Linked DNA regions of Mus musculus: region 2 is linked to region 1. The links are chromatin contacts, called in public HiChIP or PLAC-seq maps. All regions are on one chromosome and are shown on one strand. Each heading gives the region's core, a stretch centred on a gene start, on an enhancer-like site or on the middle of the called end of the contact. The rest is flanking DNA. Distances are from core to core; before and after follow the strand shown.

Region 1 (6,628 bases), core at 776-3,275:
GCAACAGTATGCAAGGATCTCAGAATTAGGACCTGTCTCCTGCCCTCCTCCCCCCTCCAGGCCATCCCCTAGGGCTTGCAGCATGTGCAGCCCTCCAACCACGTCTGCCTGGAAGACTCCAGGTGTGCTGAAGAGAGGAGATGACTATGCATGATCAGGAATTTTATCACTTTACTGAGCTTTTAAAATGGGTAGAGATGGGTCAGACAGATGTCAAACAATATCAGACTGATGCTCTCGAATTTCCAGGGAGAATCATCTTACCTTGGGAAAGAACAAAAGTATGCACTGAATGTATTTAATTTTTTTTGATTAGAATGTATATTTCTGTTTAGAGTGTAGTTAAGCAGAGATCATGGGGCCCAAAGGATACTTTAAGCATCATTAAACATGATCTTCCCTAAGTGACGTCGATGGGAGAACGCAGGTTAGGGGAGTTCCTGCTTGGTCTGTGGCCCTTGAGAGTGTGTGAAGAACTGGAAAGTCAGCTTCTGCCTGGGTATTACCACCTGTGGGAGTGGGGTGAGGACCACGAAGACCTGCCATCTTATCTCTGGGCAAGGCTTGGCACTGCTAAAGCTGCCTGATCCCACTCACTTGATGCCTAAGTACCCGCTGCCCAACAGAAGCATCTAAATCGAGCCAAAAGGGCAACTGCCAGAACATCCTCCCAAACCGCTTCCATCCACAAGACCACATGGCCATGAAAGCCCTCTGCAGAGGGTGTGAGCCAGGGGCAGGGGTGTGGTTAACAACGCAGGCTCATCCTTTGTCCCCATGCACTTTGCATGGGCTTCTTACTTCAAGAGTTGTGTTGAGGGCCTCTTGTGACAGTGATTCTCACCAGCGCCATTCAGAGAAACCACACCCCTTCCCACCTCCAGGCCACTGTTCATCAAGTCCAGGAGCCAAGCCACAACCCCCTCCTCACTCCTGTCCTCCGTCCCATCCTCTCCTCACACACAGGTGGCTCCTGCCCATTGCCAGTGCTCAGATCGCATCTGAGAAGCCACCACACCCAACACACACGGCAGGGAAAGGCCATTGATAGTGTCATATGCCAGCCTTAAGTGCACTATTGGGGTGGGCAAATGCAACAAACTTTCCAGCAGACTTTTGTCAAGATTCTTACTTGGCTCAGTGCGGGTACTGCTCACCGTGGACGTCAAATGAGTTGTTAGACATCTGAATGAGAAGAAGCCAGGCCAATGGCTGGGCTTTAAATTCTAGTCCTGCATGCTAGTGGGTTTTCTTGCTGCTGCTGCTGCTGCTGCTGGTGGTTTGGTTTGGTTTGGTTTTTCAGTCTTAAGATACTGAATATAGCAATACTTTTTTATCAAAATGCACAAGCCATTTTCTTATGTTCTTTTTTTCAAATTTATTATTGCATGTGTGTGTGATGTAAGGGGATGGGGCCATTGAGCACGTGGGAGGTCGGAGGGCAGCTGTGCGGACCTGGTCCTCCCCTTCCACCTCTATGTGGGGTCTGAGGGGTCTTCAAGCTTATGGGCAAGCACTCTCCGTTCTGCGTCGTCTTGGCAGCCCCCACGGACCGTATCCAGTTTCATTCCCACACTCACTGGCTTCTGAGCTAACCAGAGTGACTGGCTGTGATACACTCATAAAAATCCCTGTCTCTTGTGCCTGTTTCTTCATATATAACATGAGAGCAACCTTATTTTCTCGTCACAGCCTCATGCTTGCTTTATAGGTGATAAAACTGAGGCCCAGTTAATTAATCGAAGAAAGCAACTACACTAAACTACAGAGTCAGTGGGTGTGGGGAAAGTGGACATCCCGCTGATGGCCCATCTTGCACAAGCCCTGTGCAGACAGCATGAGAGATGTGCAGTTACCAGTGTGAGGGACTGAGCTCAGGGTGCCTCCGGCCTTTGCTTTGCCAGCCTCACCCTGAGCCCCCACCCTCTTGCCCTCCTTACTGAGCAGCCTAACACTCGGGGACCTGTCTGTGTGCTCTGTCGGAAAGCTGGAAGCCTGGAAAGTCATCCGTGACTCATTTCCTGCCTCTGCATACCTTAGCAGAGCCCCGCATGGTGTGCTTCCTCTCTGCTGTTTTTCACACCACCACACCATGTGCTAACATAAGACTATTAAATGATTCAGTCTGACTGCAACCGCTTGCCACCCATTGCGGGTAACAGGAAGCATTTGGCTTGGAGAACTGTAGGAGACATGCAGCCTGGCTCTAGAAGCCAACTCTTACTAATCAAAAGAGCAAAAAGACAGCCAGAGCAAGCAGGGAAGCCAGGGAACACTACAGACAAAGAAGATGGTTGTTCTATGGTAGGAAAAGCTCATGAACATCAATGAAGATAAGCTAGCTTATCAATATGCAAGAGAAAAAAACATATAAAGAAGCCATTGATAAAGTAACAACTAATAAAATAGTGAGATTCCTATGGCCTAATTAGTAGTTGATTATACATACTAAAATAATAATAACACTCAGAACGGCCAAGTTAGTGCAGGATTGACTGTCGCTGTACACGTGAAAGGCCTTGTGATGATGGCGTGGCGTCTTCTGGTAAACCTGACTGGACTGCGCTTCTCAAGAGCCTTGGCTCACAGGCTCCGTGGGTTTCATAGGAATCCACCTGAGGAAAATGAACAGAAATTTGGTCCAATACTCATAAACTGGGGAGGTCAAATCAGCATTATTTATAATAGGAGAGCTGTGAACTTGATAAGTAACAGAAAATCTACATGGAATGTCACATAGCTTTAGGAGGCAGCATAATGATGCACGAGGTATGTGAAACCCCGGGGAAATGTCAAGGCACAGTCCACCAAAAATGATGGGGGAAGACAGTCCTGCTTCGTACAGTAGCAATGGGGAAATGCCTGGGCCTTTTCTACCTGAGAGGGCAGCCAAGGCAGGAAGGGCCTGGGGCTGAGGACAGAGTGCTGGCTGCTGTCACTCACCAACCGTGTGTCTGTAGCAGGCTCACTGGACTGGCCAGATCTCCCAGTGACCCCACATTCACTCACCTTTGCAGAGATGAGAGATACTGAGGAAAAGACTCTAAGAAGCATTGTCTGTGGCCAGAGTGTGGCACTCGAGAGAAGGGGGAAGCTTTTGGTGTGGCCAGAGCGTGGCACTCGAGAGGGGGAGCTGGTGGTGTGAGGGCTGATGCACTAAGAGCCTTACAAGCTTACCCGCAGTAGATTTATAAAATGGTATTTAATGGGTTCCTAATCTCTTTCCTTTCCACAGACAGGATGCTCTATCCCCCTCAACATCAGTGTCATAAACACAGTCCCAATCACCTAATTTACAGATGTCTCCTTACTAACATCTCCAGAGATGGCTAGAGAGTCACCCAGGCTCTTTAGGCACTACTGTCTTTAGTAAAAGGTGCTTAACTGCCCTGAAGCCGTACTATCCATCCTACCAATGAGGACAGTAACCCAAATCCCAAAGGGGCCAGGAGGGGCCATGGGACGATCAGATGGATTGATGCTGGTAAAGGATTCAGCTAGCACAACACCAGATGAAGAGCAATCAGTCAGCAGAAGGATCTGTTCGTCCTCTGCCCCTTACAGCCTTCCCAATCCCAATGCCAGAATGAGGTCTCTTCTCTCCCCGGCGTGCCCAACACAGGCCAGTGAGTGAGGCTGAGGCATTCAGGGTTGAGGGCTCTTAGCTAGCACAGCAGGCCCAGATCAGATGCAGTAATGGTGCACAGTTGTCACAGATAACCAGCCTGCTCTTGGCTACCCAAACCACCATGATTCTTACCTTGGTTCAAGTTTCAGGTATAAAGTTCAAAGTACTTTGAGAATGAGCCTGGCTTCTGAGACACACCAGAACGAGGTCGGGATGCTCTTTTGAGGGAAGTAAGATAGCACAAGGTGGGTGGACCAGGGAGAGGGAAACATGGGGCATGGACCCCAAGGGTGTGGGGATGTTGGGCTCTGAGATCATGCCCACCAAAAAGCAGGGACTGGTGTGTCTGGAATAGGCAGCAGTTGTCAAAGCAAATGGAGATGTGTGTGACACGTGAGGTCCCAGCTTGAGGGCTCCTGCTGTCACAATCCACAGAGTCACCTTCAGCCCTCCAGCTGCCTGTGGACTTCTGAAGAGGCAGCCCCAAGCTTCTGGCTCCTCGATGCTCACTTTCAGCGCAGTTGTAGACCAGGGTGAGCTACCATTCTCATCTCTCATTCCTACCGACTGAATTTCTCATACTTAGTTTTCCTGTCTCTGAAGACAAACTCATTGAGGGGGAAGGGAGTCAGAAGGTTCAGAGCTCAGCTCTTCTACTTCCTGGTTCTGGGTCATTCTTTGGCACATAATCTCTCTAGAGCTTTCAATTTCGTAACTCTAAAATAAATAAATAAATAATAAAACAAGGCATCCCGCTCCACCACTGAGAATTCATTAGAAAAGGAAAGCACTTGGAGAGAAATTAACATATAAAAGCGAGTTCATAAATGCTACCTTCTTTCTCTTTGTTCCAAAAAGAGGAATTGCTTAGGCAAATATTGAAATATTCTTATGGCTTTGTGACTATCCAGCAGAAGATATTGAAAAATATTTTGTTGATTACAAATGTTTGGTAGTTACAATCAAATCAAATATTGAGAATATAGTGATAGACGTGACAGAGTCCTTGCTAGTTACAGCTTTCTGCAGACGATTAAAAAAACTGTATATAATGAAGCATTACATATGAGGTAAATAATACATATTTAATTTGGTATGTATATTGCATAAAGCTTGTATAGGAAAATAAGATAATCGCAGGTGCTCACATGCTTGTGACCTCGCAGTGGACACAGTGCCTCTGTAGTAACTGGTGAGTGCAACTGGGGCTAAGGGCATGTGAGTGAATCCCAGACTCCAGGACATCAAATTCTAAAGGGACAGAATGAGAAGGTAGATTCTGAGCTGAGAATGGCCATGTGTCGATGTCTAAGGAAATGCATTCTATAAACTGTGACACCTCTGAATGGAAAGTCAGCTGGCTTTCCTAGGCCAGCAAATTGCTGGTGACCCTGGAGAATTGTGTGAGGCCACGATTTAATTGCACAAGCTTTAAGGGCTCTGCAGTCCTTTATCCCATTAATTCAACCTACAACTTTGTTCTCTCTGTCCCTTTTGAATATGCAATACTCATTGATTTCAACGGGAGCCACAGACACGGGGAGGGAAGAATGGGGCCAATTATCCGTTCAAAGCCGAGCATCGTTTAAAGTACTTGTTAAAGTGTTGGCTGCACATTAGTGAGTCAGCTCCTTCGAGTTTTTCCAGAGGACTCTTCAGTTCGAATGGGCGTTTAAGAGGGCAGCCTCCTCGCCTGAACTGTTCCAGCAACTTGATTGTGGGCGCTGGGGGGCAACAACCCCACATTTCAGTCTCCTGAGCTCCCCCAGATTTCACCGTGGCCCAATCACAATTGTCAACTGTAGATTACATTTGCACAAAGTTTGATGGGCTGTGGCTGCTGCTCCACACAGCAAGTCAAGTCCATGTAGCTTGGACTCCCAGAGACCTTTTGATTGAAATAGTCTCAGCCTATCGGATGTACCCCAACACTGCCCAAAGTCAGAGATGGTTGCAATATAACCTAGAACGTGAACTCGTAGGAAAAAGGTGAGAATATGGTTTTAGCTATCCTTCACGCAGTGGATTTTGTGTGAATAGACACATGTGCGTGAGAAGGGCCTCTGACCAAGTCTTGGTTCTGTACTGATTTCCAACCTGTACTTCCATGTTTATTAGAATTCATAAATGTACCATTAGAAAACTTCTTTGGGGTTAAGCCACAGGCAGACATCCTGCTTTTCCGTGTGCCATGTTACCAGGGACTTGGTGCTGGCAGAGGCTGCTGCCTGGAAGCTTGGAGCTCTTTCTCTGATCTTGACTTGATGCTCCCTGCAGGCCTCCATTTTCTACTGTCTGGGTCTTTATAATGGATAGTAAGACCAGGGTCTGGGCTGACCGCCGTCAGTAATCGTCACTAGGTGGTGTGCACCTATACACACACACACACACACACACACACACAGACACACACACACAGACACACACACACAGACACAGACCCACCACACACAGAGAGACACAAACACATACACACACACAGGACAGAAAGAGACAGGCAGAAGACAGACAGACAGACAGACAGACAGACAGACACACACACACACACACACACACACACACAAATGAATCCAAGTTTTAATTTCTTCACTATGAAGGAAGAGTTCATCCATGCACTGTAACCCAGGATGTACCTCCATCCCACGTACGGGTGCCATGCTCCTGATGCTGTCAACTTGGAGCACAATACCAGGGGACATTGTCAAGCTTTGCAGTGGGTTCTAATCATGGCTTCAATTGCAACTACTTTGTGACCTAGAGTGGTCATCTATCCTGGGATCCCAGGTCTCTCCCTCCGCCGCAGAGCATAGTATCCATTCTTCAGGGTGACTGTGAGCATTCGCAGGGGAGAAATTCAGAAAGTCCTTAAATGGAGTGGCTTTTGTGGCTTTTGTACTCTGCTTTGCTGTTTGGTTTTTCTCAGAGGCGTTGACTTGTTTTGTGCAATTTCAGTGATGGGGGTATTTAAATCTATTACAGACTTTCCATACAGTGGAAAGT
Region 2 (6,682 bases), core at 3,196-5,695, 510 kb after region 1:
CTTTAACATGCTATTACATTTCATGTAATGAGATTCCAACCCCTGTCCTTCATGTACCAAGCGAGTTGCAGACACTATTTATGTTACTCTCGTAACACGCTGCTAAGCCTCAGATAATTTTCATGAATCACATTGACAACAGAATTCAGCAAGATTGGATGAAACTCTGACTTGGCCTTCCTAACCCTGACCTAATATACTGCTTATAAAACCACAAAGCCCCCACCCATGATAGTTATATGATGCATTTTATACTACATTAATACAATTGACACTTTTATGATATGTGGCAGTAACTATTATTTTAGCAAAGCATATATTAGAGAAAGTATTAAAAATCAAAGTGAGGAAAAAAATTCTGAGTAGCTCCATAATAATGAGGAAATTAAACCAAAAATATTGTGTTTCATGATAATTCTATTTAATGTTAAACACTGGACATGGTGTAGAACAGGCAGACACACCTGCATCAAACATCCCAGAGGGAGAAGCAGACAGCAGAGAAGGGGTCAGAGCAGGTGTGTGTGCACAGCTGTGATGCCTTACGTGTAATCTGAGTGCAGGCTGTGTGTGCACAGCTGTAGCACTTTTTGTTTAACATGGGTGCAGGTTATGTGTGCACAGCTATGCACTTTGTTTAACGTGAGTATACACTGAAAAGGGTTCATATGTAGGGCTGGTGGGAGGGCTCCGCATGTAAAGGTGCTTGCCACCAAGCTTGTGTTGTGCCTTAAGTGAGAAATGGCCATAGGTGCAGGTATTTGAACACAGCTTCGCCCTGCATTTTTGTCTGTCTGTGTTTCCTGTGTGCAGATGGAATGAGCTGTCCAGCTCCTGTTGCTACACCTTCTCCACCATGATGAGCGCTATCCTTCTGGAACCAGAAGCCAAGATAAACCGTTTCATCTCTAACCTGCTTTTTATCTGGGACTTGTATCATACAAGCTACAAACACACAGTGGGGGAAAAGCACTGACTCCTGAAAGTTGATCCCTGACCTCCACACACACCGTGACAAGTGTGCCTACACCATCACAGCAACCAGCAAACACACACACACACACACACACACACACCGTGACAAGTGTGCCTACACCATCACAGCAACCAGCAAACACACACACACACACACCCCGTGACAAGTGTGCCTACACCATCAGAGCAACCAGCAAACACACACACTCACGGTGACAAGTGTGCCTATTTGGTTATCTCCATTATCTAGATCCTCAGGCTCAAATTAGTTACTTGTTCCTCATTTAAGTTCTTTGGTATGAACTGCATAGATTACAATGGGATTAAATTTTCACTTTTTGTTTGATTTGTAGACAGGGTCTCACTGCATATCCCTGACTGACCTGGAACTCACTATATAGACCAGGTTAGCCCTGAACTCACAGAGATCCTCCTGCCTCTGCCTCGTAAATGCTGGGATTAAGGACATGTGATACCACACCTGGCATGAGAGTAGTTTTTCATAACCGTTCTTGGATAAATTCTCAATTTTCTAGAAGATATTTAATGAGTATTTTCACATGAAATTCGTTTCTACCTGGTACTCACAATTTACACACTGATAATGTCATTAGCAAATATTTATAAAAGTAAATATAACATTAGTAGCTGCCTCCTGAGGGCTAAGTAAGTCACTCTGGGCAGGGCAGGGGGCATCAGGAAAAGTGTAGCTTGTATTTCCTCAATATTGATTAGTATTATTTTGTGAAGTTAACCGTGAGACACTGGTTTTCTTTAATATCTATAAGAAAGCTTTGTGCCAGATGTTTCTACAAGTAAAATAGATAAACTAAATTAAATTTGTCTTTATTAAGGATTTTCTAGAAAGCACTCATACTGTAAGCAGTGTCTCCTGTTGTTCACCTGGGATGGTTTCTTATTAATTATTGTTTATAGTCTTGTGATAAGAAGAGATGAAGCTTTTAAAAAATACATTTAATTGGTTTTGTACCACCCAGAATTCTGGACATCCTTAGGTTTTTATTAGACAAGTACTGAGCGTGTGAACACTAACCACGTGAGTGTATGGTGACAGCCTCTCCTCTCATAAAGGAGCCTGTGGTTATATGAGGCACCTCTTGCTGGCAGTGAGTCTACACAGGCTCCTCAGAAAAGTCCTTCCAAGCTCTGCCTCGGGCAGGAGCTGAACTGTCTCAGATTTTATCGTATTGTTAATGGACCTTCGGAGGTCTTTTTCTTTCTCTATCTCCGCAATATTAGTTGCATAGAACATGAAATGCATTTCCCATAGAAGGTGGGGTCTGTGGCAGTGAAGTAGTTAATTTATAGGCCTGTCAAGACACTTGAACCTACATTGTCTAAAAAAATAACACAGACCTTGCTGCTTAATGAGGGCTATACTTCAGATGTCCGCCGTTCTGCAAAATGTTCCACCGCAAAGGAATTTCCCACTGCAGTTTAATCTAAAGATGGCTAACCTCTGTCTATCTGCAGGGAGGGTTCAATGAAACAGCAATGTAGTCTGATTGCTGTGGGCCAGACACTCCCAGGCATCGAAGATGAAGATTCCTGAGCCACACAGTTCCCACTTTGATTAAGTACTCACTGTAGCTAGAAACAAGTACAAACACGTAAACAGGGGCGCAAGAAAGTTCCGTCCAGGGACCAGCACTGTGAAGAAAAGGCGAGGCAGCATGTGAACAATGTCAAGAGCGCTAGACTTGCAGTTCTCACAAGGGTCGGGTCGGTCAGCCTGAGATCCGGGACCACATTCTCACAGTGTCTCCCTGTGTCTCACCTTCCTGTCTGCTCGGGAAGGCTGGGGTATAAGGAGTCCGTACAGAGTTGAACTTGGGCTGAATGAGGCCTTCCTCTTATTTGAAGGAAAAAAAAAAAAATGGCTGTCGGTTTTTCTATCGATCCTAGAGCTTGGGCAGTGAGATGCTGTGAGCTAAGTAAAGATATGCTAAAGGCTCCTGAGAGCTGAAGTGTTAATGTGTTTGATGGATTAGCTCTTTGTTGATTAGAATGGCCTGTGTTTGGGCCCAGGGTTGAAGAGTGAGGGGTTTGGGGCAAAGTGGACCTGGAGCGCCCCAGGATTGGGGTAGAGTGGACGTGGAGCGCCCCGGGATTCAGTCACGTGTATCTCCGTACAGTGTCATGGTTTCCTTTTTCTTTATGGCTGCAGAAAACCCATTGCATTATACATCACATTTTCTTCATCCATTTATCTACTGATGGATACCTGGACTGGTTCTGTATCTGCGGCTGCAGGCCTTACTTTAGGGCTCTTATAGGGCAGAATTACCCAGTGATTGTCTGTGCCTTATTTCACTTATCGTGTCCTCAGAATTTATCTACATTATAGAAATATGTTAGAAATTGTCCTTTTTCCTTAATGGAGAACGATTTTCTGTTTTGTGTCTCCATTTTTTCTGGTAGTAAACTTTTGGGACATTTCTAGGTTTTTTTCTTTTTGTATTTTTTGTTTGTTTGTTTTGTTTTTTAATTAATAATGATGCTGTGAATGTAGGCATATAAGTTTTTCTTCATTTCTACTGCGATTTTTTTTGGGTTGTTGTTGTTGTTGTTGTTGTCAAGACAGAGTTTCTCTGTGTAGTAGCACTGGCTGTCCTGAAACTCACACTGTAGAACAGGCTGGTCTCAAACTCAGAAATCCACCTCCGCCTCCTGAGTGCTGGGACTAAAGGCAGGTGCCACCACCACTCAGATAAGTTTGTGCTTTGAATTCTCCTGTGTAAACACTTTGGTAAGTTTGTTGGATCAAAGGGTGATTCTATTTTTTAGTTTATATTTCTGAAGAGCTGCATGTTTCCCCCAATGATCGAACCACTTCTGAACCTACCACAGTCCACACGAGTTCAAATTCTCCATCTTTGCCAACGTTTGTTGTTTAAAAGAACAAAACAGGGGGCTGGTGAGATGGCTCAGTGGGTAAGAGCACCTGACTGCTCTTCCGAAGGTCCAGAGTTCAAATCCCAGCAACCACATGGTGGCTCACAACCATCCGTAATGAGATCTGACACCCTCTTCTGGTTTGTCTGAAGACAGCTACAGTGTACTTACATATAATAATAAATAAATAAATAAATAAATAAATAAATAAATAAAACAATTTATTTAAAAAAAAAGGAACAAAACAAGGCAAAAGCCTAAATAAAAACAGTCCAGTGAGAAGCAGCTGAAAAATAACCAACAGCACAACCACAACTCAAAACAAGACAGTGCTAGACCCAACTTGACACAAGCCTGAGTCCCCTGGGAAGTGGGAACCTCGGTATGATGGGGCTATCGGCACATTGTGCGGCATTCATTTGATCTCTGATTGATGTGGGAGGGGCCATTCCACTGTGGGCGGGGCCATCCATGGGCAGGTAGTCCTGGGCTATGTAGGAAAGGTAGCTGAGCAAGCCAGGGGAATAAGCCAGTGAGCAGGACTCATCCACCGGCTCTGCTTCAGTCCCAGCCTTGAATGTTTGCTTAGCAGAAACTCTCCCGCAGCAATGAGTCATGAGCTATAAGCAAATACACTTTTTCTACCCGAAGTTGGTTTTAGTAAGTGCTTTATCACAGCAACAAAAGCAAACACACAAAAGAATAGCCTACTGCAAAACATTATTTTTCATATTATTGGCTTAAACTCTTTTTCAGTTAGGGTCAAATATCAAGCATAAGACTTCTGTACATAATCATATTAAGAAGTATGCACAGGTATTTGGAAATTCTATAAAGGATTAATTCAGAGAAAGCACATTTATCATAAGCTGTCATTGGAAGATGGCATACCCTTTCCTGCGCCACCAGATTAAAAGCACATCAATCATTCACAGCAAGCCTCTGGGTGAGTTTTAGACTCCAGGATATTCCCTTTTACTAAGAAGCCACTGCTTTAAAAAAAAAAATTAGTAGTTCACTATAAGGCACCAAACCATTTTGTCTAAGCCTAAGCCATATGCCTAATGTAGGAGAATCCAGACTGAGAGGCTGGAGAGATGGTTCAGTGGTCAAGAACACTTGCAGCGAGCTCTTCCAGAGGACCAAGACACATGCAGATAAGCACATAAATAAAACTTAAAAGTAATAATATTAAATATTGGAACATACCTACTTAAGGAAAGAATATATGTAACATCCAAAATAAATTCAAGACTACCCAGTACCTTCCCTCTTCAAAAGGCGTTTCCAAACTGTACTAGCAGGCCAAGTACAGAGCCAGGTAAAGAAGCTGACTAACTAAACAAATATAGAAACATAGATTTAACGGTCAAAATGACTAACTTTACAGCTGCCAGAACAAGAGTAACAATTCCCCTGCCCTGCCTCACACTAAAAACCACAAGGACAGACAAAATGAGGGTCACCCTATACAAATCAACCAATGTCTAAGAAGGTTATTGGCTATACCAATTAAAATAAGCCAAACTACCCTAGTGCCTATATCTGGCCCTTACAAAGGTATAAAAAGTGTGTTCTTTCTTTGTTCTGGGTCTCTCCTCCAGCCTGCGTGCTGAGAGGGGGTTCCCCAACATGTTGGATAAGTAAGATCCTCATGCATTTTGCAACAATGGCGATCTCTGTGGTCTTTGTGAGTGAGGGTCTTTTGATAAGCTACAACACATACCGATTATATTTTATAACCACATTGCATTTTTGAAATCATACTACCCTGGTTGTGTATTGATTATTTGCTTAAAACAACAATTGTTTTAATGCCTGTGGTTCTGAGATTAACGTTCTGGCAAATTATGCTAAAACTCTATTATATCAGTTGGAGTCATTTATATGGTGCAGAGAGCTGAGAGCTACTGTATGCGAAGCTGGGTGTGAGGGGCCAAGATGGCTATCCATATCTGGAGCCAGGGGACTCCTCTCTCATGATTTCTGCACTATATAATACAAACTCGCATTGAACTCACAGTAATCCTTCTGCCTCAGCTTCTTAAGTGCTGGTATTATCCTTATAAATCATCACTTCTGCCTAATCTGGATTTCTCTGCATGGCAACTGGTTCTTTCTTATTTCATAATTATATTTATCTATTTATTTATGTGTGTGTGTGAATGTTTGTCACTTGTGTACAGGGTCCCCTGGAGACCAGAAAAGGGCATCAAATCTCTTGGAGCTGGAGTTATAGGCACTTATAAGGCACCTGATGTGGGTGCTCAGAACCAGACTCAACTCTTTTCCACTGAGCCATCTCTCCAGCCGATAGCAACTGGTTCTGAGAGAGAGAGAGATTGGATGTACAAAGGCCCCTTAAGTCTGAAGCCTGGGGATAGGGAGAAGGCAAAGATGGTAAAGTGCTTGCCTATAAGCACGGGGACTTGAGTTCAAATCCCAGAGTCCGTATAAAAAGGTCATACATGACACACACACTGGTCATCCCAGTGCCAGGTAGGCAAGACAGACAGACACTGAGGCTTTAGGACATCCAATCCAGCTTACTTTCCAAATTCTAGAACATCGAGAAACTCTGTCACAAAACACTCAAGGTTGTCCTTTGTCCTCCAAATGAATACACACTAAGCAGGCATCAGCATACAAGTACACAATACACACTGTGAGATTTACTCTTGGTTAACCCAACAAAAACTAGAGAAACCCTGGAAGAGTAAGCCCCACTTGAAGAGCTGCCTCCATCAGTTTGGCTCTGGGTATATCTGTAGGGCATTTTCTTGATTAATGA

The links. HiChIP or PLAC-seq counts read pairs in DNA pulled down with a chosen protein or histone mark.
Region 2: a contact with region 1 is called in a FOXA1 HiChIP or PLAC-seq map of pancreatic cancer cells. The contact joins two enhancer-like sites. A contact is called at or near these places in 1 of 39 promoter capture datasets (the 3T3-L1 cell line), 1 of 484 Hi-C or Micro-C datasets (embryonic stem cells), 1 of 115 datasets of contacts at active chromatin or transcription factors (pancreatic cancer cells) and 1 of 9 other capture datasets (embryonic stem cells).

Annotation. Positions count from the first base shown.
Region 1 is chr19:58,102,731-58,109,358 of GRCm38.p6, forward strand. All of the region lies in intron 28 of Atrnl1 (attractin like 1), which reads left to right. Among named protein-coding and RNA genes, the nearest start is that of Gm50287, 6.2 kb to the left of the region's middle. Within about 2 kb of position 2,026, at least 125 of the 459 cell types and tissues checked have an H3K27ac peak or open chromatin away from gene starts, as enhancers often do. A contact at or near this core is called in pancreatic cancer cells, where this site is marked.
Region 2 is chr19:58,612,381-58,619,062 of GRCm38.p6, forward strand. The region is part of intron 1 of 1810007D17Rik (RIKEN cDNA 1810007D17 gene); the gene reads left to right. Among named protein-coding and RNA genes, the nearest start is that of 1810007D17Rik, 9.4 kb to the left of the region's middle. Within about 2 kb of position 4,446, at least 15 of the 459 cell types and tissues checked have an H3K27ac peak or open chromatin away from gene starts, as enhancers often do. A contact at or near this core is called in pancreatic cancer cells, where this site is marked.